2 separate regions of the Gossypium hirsutum genome follow, and region 2 is linked to region 1. Evidence: chromatin contacts called from public Hi-C data. All regions are on one chromosome and are shown on one strand. Each heading gives the region's core, a stretch centred on a gene start, on an enhancer-like site or on the middle of the called end of the contact. The rest is flanking DNA. Distances are from core to core; before and after follow the strand shown.

The links. Hi-C and Micro-C count contacts between places; a contact is called where the count stands out from the background.
Region 2: a Hi-C map of leaf shows a contact between it and region 1, with 3 times the contacts expected there. The contact joins the promoter of LOC107921277 here to the promoter of LOC107922157 in region 1. A contact is called at or near these places in 4 of 34 Hi-C or Micro-C datasets (anther, hypocotyl, leaf and 1 more).

What each region holds. Positions count from the first base shown.
Region 1 is chrD01:28,250,759-28,255,964 of Gossypium_hirsutum_v2.1, reverse strand. LOC107922157 (polyubiquitin) reads right to left here and starts at 1,481. Exons shown (of 2, transcript XM_016852038.2): 1 at 1,239-1,481; 2 at 1-579. The coding sequence starts at 1,391.
Region 2 is chrD01:28,431,336-28,436,822 of Gossypium_hirsutum_v2.1, reverse strand. It overlaps LOC107921277 (pentatricopeptide repeat-containing protein At2g33680), which reads right to left and starts at 2,043. Exons shown (of 2, transcript XM_041086508.1): 1 at 1-2,043. The coding sequence starts at 2,040.

The sequences.
Region 1 (5,206 bases), core at 232-2,731:
TTGTTGGTCTGGTGGGATTCCTTCTTTGTCCTGAATCTTGGCTTTCACATTGTCAATGGTATCCGAACTCTCGACCTCCAAGGTAATTGTCTTTCCAGTGAGAGTTTTGACAAAGATTTGCATGCCACCTCGAAGACGAAGTACCAGGTGGAGGGTGGACTCTTTTTGGATATTGTAATCAGCTAAGGTGCGACCATCTTCAAGCTGCTTTCCAGCAAAGATAAGCCTCTGCTGATCTGGTGGGATCCCTTCCTTGTCTTGGATCTTTGCCTTTACATTATCAATTGTGTCAGAGCTTTCAACCTCCAAGGTAATTGTCTTTCCAGTGAGAGTCTTGACAAAGATTTGCATGCCGCCACGAAGTCGAAGAACCAAGTGAAGGGTGGATTCTTTCTGAATGTTGTAGTCGGCTAGCGTGCGGCCATCCTCAAGTTGTTTGCCAGCAAATATAAGCCTCTGCTGATCCGGTGGGATCCCTTCCTTATCTTGGATCTTAGCCTTCACATTATCAATGGTGTCTGAACTCTCCACCTCGAGGGTGATGGTCTTGCCAGTGAGGGTTTTAACAAAGATTTGCATCTATTGAATCAAAATATCAAAAACAAATTAGTACCTCAATTATCAAGAGTTCAGAAAATTAGCAGAAAAACAAAGTCATAAACAATAAGTTAGAATCCAAGGCCGTCATTCATATATCAATTATTATATTTTAGCAAATTTAAAACCTGAAAATAAAATATGCAAGAATACCACCACAAGAGATGCCCTTTTTAAAATCAAACAAAACCAAGAAAATCAAAATTCACAAATAGAAAGCATAGACAGAATTTTCAAGAGCCTAAACAAATCTACCAATTTAAATTCCCAAGAACACACATCAACAGATTTAAGAATTTCAAATATTTACAACTGAATCTCAATAAACAAAGATGGTCCATTAACAGATCCACTAATAATTTAACTAATTTCAAGGAAGATATTCAACATGATTAACCAAGATCCGATTAGTTAAATTTAAAAAAAAAACCTTATACGTATAAACAATCAAATTATGAGAAGATCTATCAAAATTAAAGCAAAAAAGATTTAAAACTCATTCAAGATCCACCAACAATTCAAGACAATGAGATAACAAACAAGATACGATTTTAAAAGAAAAAAACAAATAATAATACTTAAAAGCAATAAAATTGTTAATTAAGATTGAAAAATTGAAATATAAAACAACTATGAGTTACCTTGTCAGAGTAATTGGAAAACGATTCGAAGTGTTTGAAGACGGAAGAGTCTGCCGGTGAATAGGTTGGGAGATTTAAGCCTTTCTTATAGGTGGAATTTGCCGACTTTACGACAATATTGCCAATAGTATAACCAATCAGTTCTTGCCACATTTATTTCTACCGAAGCCCACGCTGAGTTTAGTTTTTCATTCGATAAATATGGAAAATAATAAAGAAAGTAAATAGCAAAAACTTAAATATAGGCAATTATCTGGTTAAAATGTGTTATATTTACTCTTCACATCTTTGGAATTTAGTCTTTATCTTTTTATTTTTAGGAATTTAGTCCCTCTATTTTCCTCATTTCACAATTTAAGTCTAATTATTAACAATGTCAAATTATTTTGTTAACAATGACATTGTAGTGAACCTAAATTTAACAAAGTAATCTTAACAATCTTAATAATTAGACCTGAATTTTGAAAGCTAAAAAGTAGAATGACTAAATTCCTAGAATTAAAAGTATAGAAGCTAAATTTAAAATTTATGAAAAATATAGGAACTTATGGCATATTTTAACAGCATTATCTAAACTTCTATGCTATATATAGCTCCCATGTGACCATAGGTTTCTTTGGGTTAATATGAAAATTTGTCAATATATTCCATTTTCAATAATATTTTTCATTTTCCTTATGGTTCATAAATAAATTTACCACAATACTTTAATTTTATATTGAATTTTGTTGTTTTACTTTTATTTTATTGAAATTTGCCATTAAAGTTAATTTTTTATTCAATTTTTTATTCAAAATAATTTTAAGACAAATTTTAATATTTTTTATATTTTAATTTAATATTTAAAAATATAAATTAATATAACATAATATTAATATTAAATAAAATTTAAATTAGATTTAGCTATAAAAATAAAAAAATTAGTTTTAGCTATAAAAATAAAAAATTTGAAAAAAAATTCTTATTAAATTATATTTTCAAATTATCAAAATTAATATTGAGTGATAAAATTTAATTAAAAAATCAAAGTTGGTAGAAAATTTTAATAAAATTCTAAGCTTAATAGTAAATTTCAATCACATAAGAGTTGAATGGCAAATTTATTCATATTTTAAAATTTAAATAAAAGTGTTATTTTATTGAAAAACCAACTCGAACGAAAATGTTTGGACGGTTTATGGAATGCAAGCTTAAAAATTGCAGTTACCTAAAACCGAATTGAATTTTATTTTTTTATTTAATATATAATTAAATTTATTTTTATGATATAAAAATAAATGCTTTATATTTAAAATAGTGAAAATAATTTAAAAGTTCTTGAAAATTTATTGGTTTTTAGAAATATTTATGAAAAAGACTGAAATTTTATCAATTAATATTTAAAATCCTTAAAAAAGATCATTTTATCAAAATAAGTCTAAAAATTCAAAACAAAAAATTAATATGAAAAAACTGAGAATTAAATCAAGTCGAACAGAATTATGATAGACAGTTTAAAAAATCCAAAAAAAAATAAACCCAACCAAACTCACATTACCACTAGATAATATAGATGTCACATACATATAATAAGTATATGTTATAATTTACTATGGGTAACCCAAATTAAAAATGATATAATATGGTTAAGGCTTATTGAGCTTCAGTTATTATTAAAGTATGGGTCAAATATGTGTAGATACTCTAATAACCAATTTCTAATTGATGATAAACTAATTAGAAATCAAGGTTAATTTGAAAAGAGAGTCACTGTAATGACCCGATTTTTAGTGGTACCGAAAAAGGCAGTTTTAAAACCTTATTTTCGTAAATCAAGTCAATAATTATTAAATATTAATATTTACGAGGATAATATAAAAATATATATTAAAATTTGGTCTAGTAATTTTGCCGAATTAATAGTTAATTAAGGCTCAGGGACTAAATCATAAAGTGCAATCATTATAGAATTTTAATTGACCAAAGGCTTGAGGACTTGAAGTGCAATTAGTCAACGGTCCAAAATGATAACTAAACCATTTTAAAATTAGAGCTAGTGGATGATGATGCCATCTCATTAAATTAAACTAATAATTAGATTAATGAAGTAAACCATGATTAAACCAAATTAAACGAGATTAATTAAACCATAATCCAACTATATATTAAGTTAGTGAAGAAAAATGTAAAAGCTATCTTTCATCTTCATTTTCTTGTCGAAACTTGAAGAAGAAAACCTAAGGAAACTTCATACATTTGTCCATAATTTTGTAAGTGAATTCAAGCATTTTTCTTGTAATTTTTATAGATTTTGGGTCATGGAAGCTTGATTTAGCTAGCTCATATACTAAATTATGAAACTATTAAAGTTTTTGAAAGTTTTCATTGTTGATTTCTTAAAGAATTAGGCTTGAAATTGATAGATTTTAAGCCTGGAATATAAAAAGGACTATATTGTAAAGTTAATTTAGCTTATCTGGTAACTTTGTTACATTAGGGACCAAATTGAATAAATTTAAAAAATATTATGAAATTATGTTAGAAATAGAAATTATAAGGTCACGAATCAGAATATTTGAAATCAATTTTTAATTTGAGGCTAAGAATTGAAAGTTATGACTATCCCCAGTTCAGGGACTAAATTGAATAAAATGTAAAATTTTGGGGATATTAAAAAATTGAGTTCATATAAATTCATACATACCAAGGCACAAAATAGAATTTTTGGTATTGATTGATAATATCAAATGATTATTTAGATCAAGAACCGGATCAAAGTGGAGTTGATTAGGGAAAAACAAAAATTGTGGATTAGCCCTTGAAGCATCCACTTTATGTATTTTGAACAGGTAAGTTCAAATAGGACTTACTACTATATTTTATTTTATGCTTGAACTTATCTATATGTTAGATTTAAATAGAATTTAGTGAATTTGGCACATATGGTTTAAATTGGATTGGATTGAAAATATTGGCTATTATGAATTAGCACGGGGATACAAATATAAAAATTGAATGTTACAGGACTTGCAAATGAAATTTGTAACCTGGTACAAGTATTCGTAATGATATATATAAATGAGACTCGTTGAACTTAGTAAAGGCGAGAATACATATGGCATGTCATTAGAGTTATTCGCGCATTTGATCAATGTGACACCCCAAACCCAGCCGGGATGGTCCGACCCGAATTTCGAGCGACACATTAGCCACTGAGGTGACTCTCCAAAAAACTACCACAAATCACACCAACCATCCATACTCACCATATATATACAGAAGATTTCATGGAAGCAATTAGTCTTAAAAGCATGCTTTTCTAAATCAAGCAATAAGTCATATAATAAGCGGAATAAGGCGTACCTGAATTTCGGCAGGTTCTATTAGCTACAAAATGTCTCATTAGTTCATATAAGCAGTATCATATAATTTAAGCAGTAGATTCAACCAAACAGGAAAACACGGAGATTAAAAAGTCTCAAAAATTAAACAGTTCGAAAAGTCTATTTACAACCCTCGAAAAAAAATTTATAAATTGTCCAAAACTATCTAAGTCCCATTCTAAGTCTCTAGCTCGAGAATGTCCCACATTGCCTTCTTGGAGTTTTATAAGCTCGACGCACATACTGTAGAAAGAAAGTTTGTGGATGGATCACTAAACTGCCACCCTCCTCGCTATTCCTTGCACTACTTATCTAAAAGGGAAAAGAAAATAAAGGGATGAGCTTGGGAAAGCACAGTGAATACACATCCGTACAACACAAGAAAACACATCAATAATTCATATACTAAACAACTGACTTACAGGCATATCACATATAATAGTTCGCACATAAACAATTTTACATGTAAGTGATTCGCATACAATCAGTTCCCATGTCATTAATTCATATATAATCAACCTTATTTAGTTTAGTGATATATAGGCAATTGGTGAAAAGGAAACATAATTAAATAATATACTCATTGGATAAACAGATCTCCTAAAA
Region 2 (5,487 bases), core at 794-3,293, 180 kb before region 1:
CATTCCAGATCCAGCATACGTGTTCGAAACAAGTATGTAGGAACCAGCTTCTTCAGGCGACAAGTCTAGCAAGTTTTTTGAAGCTAACATGGCAAAATCTATATCCCCTTGTAACTTACAAACATTCACCAATGTCCTCCATAGCAAAGGCGAATCCCGAAAACGGCTGTTGCTAATAAGATTCATGGCTTCAGACAAGCACCCTGCCCTCCCTAAAAGATCAACCATACAAGCATAATGCTCAATTAACGGGTTGATCTTGTAACTTGATTCCATTTCATTGAATATGCGTATCCCATCGTGCCATAACCCTGTGTAACAACAAGCTTGAAGGATAGCCAATACGGTAAACTCATCAACTGCAAAACCTTCTCCTTTAATCTCTTTGAAGAGCCGAAGTGCTGCTTTACCTTGACCATGAATGGAATACGCAGAAACCATGGCATTCCACGAAACTGAATCACGACAATGCATACCATCAAATGTTTGACAAGCCCCTTTGATGCTGCCACATTTAGCATACATGGTGATCAAAGCATTACTCACCATTAAACTGGATTCAAACCCCGTTTTGATGGTGTAAGCATGAAGAGTTTCCCCTTTTACTAAACAAGCTTGATTAGCAGATAAACTAAGAAGCCTTGAGAAAGTGACTAAATCAGGCTTTATACCAGCAAATCTCAACTGACGAAACAAAACCATAGCATCTTCATCATCATCATCTCTATTTGTTTTTATGAATCCAACAAGAATAGCATTAAACAAAGCAATACTTTTACTAGAGAAACCATCGAAAACTATTTTTGCAGACTTTAGGTTATCGGATTTGGAATACATATCTACTAATGCAGTCACAATATTGGCATCACACAGATAACCACTCTTAATCACAAATCCATGGAGCTGAACTCCCAAATCCAAGTTTCTGCACTCTGAGCAGCCATCGAGCACAGTTACTAAACAACTTGGATCACAGTAAATTCCATGGTAAAGTAATTCCAAGAATATATCAGCAGCCTTTTCACTGCAACCATTTCTTACATACCCCGATATAAGCGCAGTCCAAGAAATCAAATTCCTCTCACTCAAAGAATGAAACATTCTCTCACTGTCTTCAACCATTCCAAGCTTCCCATACATAGTAATCAGAGCATTCCCTAAAGAGGTCACATTGATGACTCCATACTTGACAGCAAGCCCATGCAACTGTCTCCCTTCCTCAATGCCTACATTTTCACTAAATGTGCTTATTATATTAGTAAAAGTATAATCGGTTGGCTCCAAATCTGAGCTTAACACATCAACAAAAGCCTGAAAAGCTTTCTCCATAAACCCAGCCTTTCCATACTCCAAAATCATGTAATTCAAACACTGAACATCCTTGACGCTAATGTTGTTAAAAACATTTTCCGCTTCATTTAAGAAACCAGTCGTTGAATACAAGGAAATCAAAGAAGTACCCACAAAAGCATTCCCTTCAATCCCACTTTTTATAACAAAACCATGGATTTGCTCACCTCGAATCAAGTCTTCTTCCTCGCTACACGCTTGTAAAATCACCGAACAAGTATGTTCGTTGAACTTCTCACCAGAGAAACACATATCATGAGCGATACTAAACACGGATTCGGAGTCTCCATTGTTTAAATGCCCTTTAATTAAAGTAGTCCAAGTGATTGTGTTTCTAACAGGAATTTCATCAAACACCTTTCGGGCATCATGCAGTTCGTTGAATTTAGTATAAAAATTGATAAGATTATTTCCTTGAAAAACATCATTTGAAGAGTTGGATTTTATTAAAAAAGCGTGAATTGCTTGACCCAACAAGAAATTTCCAGACCCGATGGAGAGCTTGAGAAGATGAGGCCAATCTTCAGCGAGAACCATCTCTTTATTAGTTGAAATGCTGGAGATGGAGCAATTGACTTTTTTTAAAGATGGGCATTTGGCCTTAACAGGTAGCTTGGCTTTTGTTAAAAACACTGGATTTTGGGGTTTAAACGGATGAAGAAGAACGGTGGCGCCATAAGCAGCTTCCATGGATATTTGATTTGAATCAAACAAATTAATAAATAAATTCAAAAAAAAAAAGGCACATATATGCTCCTGGGCTGAAATTTGGCTTGGGCTTAATTGGACCCAAAATGGGGCCTATGAGAAAACTGACCCGATAAACAGTTTCTGTTAGTTTAATTTATGGTTTTCTGTCCATGTAATTTGAGGATTCAGTCCCAATAATTTTGTTTGACTCATTTAATTCTCATAATGATTTAGTTCAAATCATTAACATTGCTAGAAAGTTCCAAAAAAAATCTTTTATTTTTCAAATCATAATGTTTTTAAAAAGATATTGTAGTGAAAAATAACTAGTTAGCTAATGATGTCTTGTAACAGTCCGTTTTTAGTAAAATCGGAACAGTGATTTTGGGACCACAAATCTAAAGTCGGAAAAAATTTATTATTATTATTTTATTTTCTACTATATGATAGAAATATAGTATAAAAATTTTGTTAAGACATTTTTCGTTTACATACCTAATTTGATGAAAAGGACTAAATTGCATTAAGTGCAAAAGTTGAGTTCTAATAGCTAAAGGTATTAAATAGCTATAGAATTTTAAATTGGAGGTCCTTATATAGTAAATAGACCATTAAAATGCTTAGTGGTTAGGCATGAATAGTCATCATTGGAAATTTCATGAAACATTAAGGTTAATTTTAGAAATTATCAATTAAAGTGATATTAAATAAAATTAAAAAATCTATTATCATCATCTACCACCAAATAAAAAAAAAGAGAGAAAACCTAACCATGGTAGATTGAGATATTAGCAAGCTTGTTTTGCTTAATTAGGTATGTATTTTGTCCCGTTTTTGATGATTTCTATGTTTCCGAGATCGTAGTAGCTTAATCTAGCTAGCTCGGGGATTAATTTGCAAAATTGATAAAGTATTAAGGTTTTTATATTGATGAGTATGCTTGAATTTTGAAGCTTTATGATAAAAAAAATGAAAAGTTGTTGTTAGATAAATAACTTTTGTAAAGAGAATTTTGATGAAATTATCAATTAGGGAATAAATTGAAACAGATGATAAATTTATGGTAAAATTGTGAAATTGTGAATTATGTCGGTTGCTATTAATATGTATAAAAATTTACTAGGCTTGAGTAAGGATTAAATTGCATGAAAGTCATTTTCCAAACCTAGGGACTAAATTGTAATAAATTAAAAGTATAGGGAAAAATAGTAATTTTTCCAAAAAATGTGTGTTGGACTAAATTGAATATGAATTATATTTAATTGAGTTAAATTTATTCGTATAGATTCGGTTAGACCTAGTACGGAGTTAGATCGAGGCAAAGGAAAAATATCAGATTAGTTGCATTCGTATCTACATAAACTCGTCGAGGTAAGTTATTGTAATTAAATTGTACATTAATATGTTTTAAATTGAATTATTGCTTGTGAATTGTACAATTTAATTACACGAATAAATACTGGTTGTATATTCGACGATTATCGAGTCCCGTGTGAACCTTATGAAATTCGTAGGATACAAATGACATGTCATTAGGGTTACCGATTTGGTTTGGTCCTGCATGTGTTGCAGACACGCCACAGCTCGTATGAGCTTCCCGTTATACAGCTCGCATGAGCTTCCCGTTATTTAGCTCACATGAACTTCCTATTATTCAGCTCGGAGGAGCTTTCCGTTTACAGCTCGGAGGAGCATACATGAATATGAATTGACGGATTACAGTTTAGTACACCTCGTGTGTACTACTCGTGTATCCAACGGCATTCTAAATGGTTCAACGGGCACAATTCTGTTATGAAATCATATGAGTTTAATATGAACTATTGCCAATATATGCATGAAATATGAATATTTGATGAATTCAACCATGTGTGTTGGATTTTATATGTGATTTTCATGGCTAATATGTTGGTGATCATGTGTTTAGACTTTTGGCCAAATTGATTGAGATATGTTATGTTTACTTACCTATTGTATGGATGTATGGTAAGTTAAATTTTTTGTTATACGAACTTACTAAGCTTAAATGCTTACTCTGTATTATTTTTCATGTTTTATAGTAATTCGGAAGCTCATTTGGGTTAGAAGCTGGTCAGAGCTATTTCACACTATCCATCGGCTCTTTTTGTACTTTAAGTAAATTAATTTCGGTTATAATGGCATGTATAGGATAATTTGGCCAATGTTGGTATATAAATGTTTTGTTAAGACAAGCCATTTGAATGACTTGTGTTTGATATATTTTAATGTGTTTTATATATGTGGTCTTAATATATTTAATGTGTGTTTGATATGGTTGAAGGATGGAAAACTTATAGGTATATTGATGATTGGTTTGAAATAGTATATTTGGTTGACATGTTATAGGGTATATTGGTTGTATGTTGTGATAATACATGTTTAAGACTTAATTTTAGCTTGATTCGAATGTCTTGTTATGGCTTGTTGATGTGCAAATTGTTGTGTTTAGATTGGTACCAAATTAGCTGAGAAATGTGACTTAGAAATTACCTATTTTTGTCCACAAGGGCAGAGACACGGGCGTGTGTCTCAGCTGTGTGTGACACAGGGCTAGGTGACACGGCCGTGTGTCCACTATATCTTTAAAATTGTGCAAGTCAGTATGCTCAACACAGCATAGCACACTAGCATGTGGTTTGGCCGTGTGACCCAAGTCAAAGAGTCACACGGGCTAGGACACGACTGTATGTCCCTATTTCAAATGCCCACACGGCCTGAGACACAAGCGTATCTTCTGACCGAGTGAGTCGCACAGCCTGGCCACACATCTGTGTGTCCCTTACAACTTAGAAAAATTTTAATGTTTTCTGAAAAATTCTTTAAGTACCCGATCTACTCCCGACTTGTTTCTAACGTGTATTTTGGGCCTCGAGGACTCGTATAAGGGACAATAAGTTTGATTTCGATTGGTTTCTGATATGAATGTTATATGATATGAAATGTATGTTTATTTGATATGTAAACTCCGGTAATGCTCCGTAACTCTGTTCTGGCGATAAATACGGGTTAGGGGTGTTACATGCCTTGTGCCCTCGTCTCTATTTTCAAAGGCCCAAAAGTGTCGAGTATTTAAGTTTGAGATTTATCTTATGTAGTTATATATATGGGTTTTTGAGCTCTACTATGTGTGGGTTTTAGTCTAATTCAATTAATTAAATTTGTTAGCTTTAGGACTAGTTTAGCAATGCTTTTGAAAAATACTTTTGAAAGTGTTGTGGAAAAGTGCTTTTGAGAAGTACTTTTGAAAAGTTTGGTTTAAAATTTGAGTGTTTAGCATTGCTGTCAAAAAGTACTTTTAAAAAATAAAATGTCCATTTTAGACATGTTATTATCAAGTAACAAATATGCATTTAAATAATATTTAAATTAGTTAATATTATTATATTTTAGTAAGAATATAAAAAAATTATTATAACTTATTGTTAA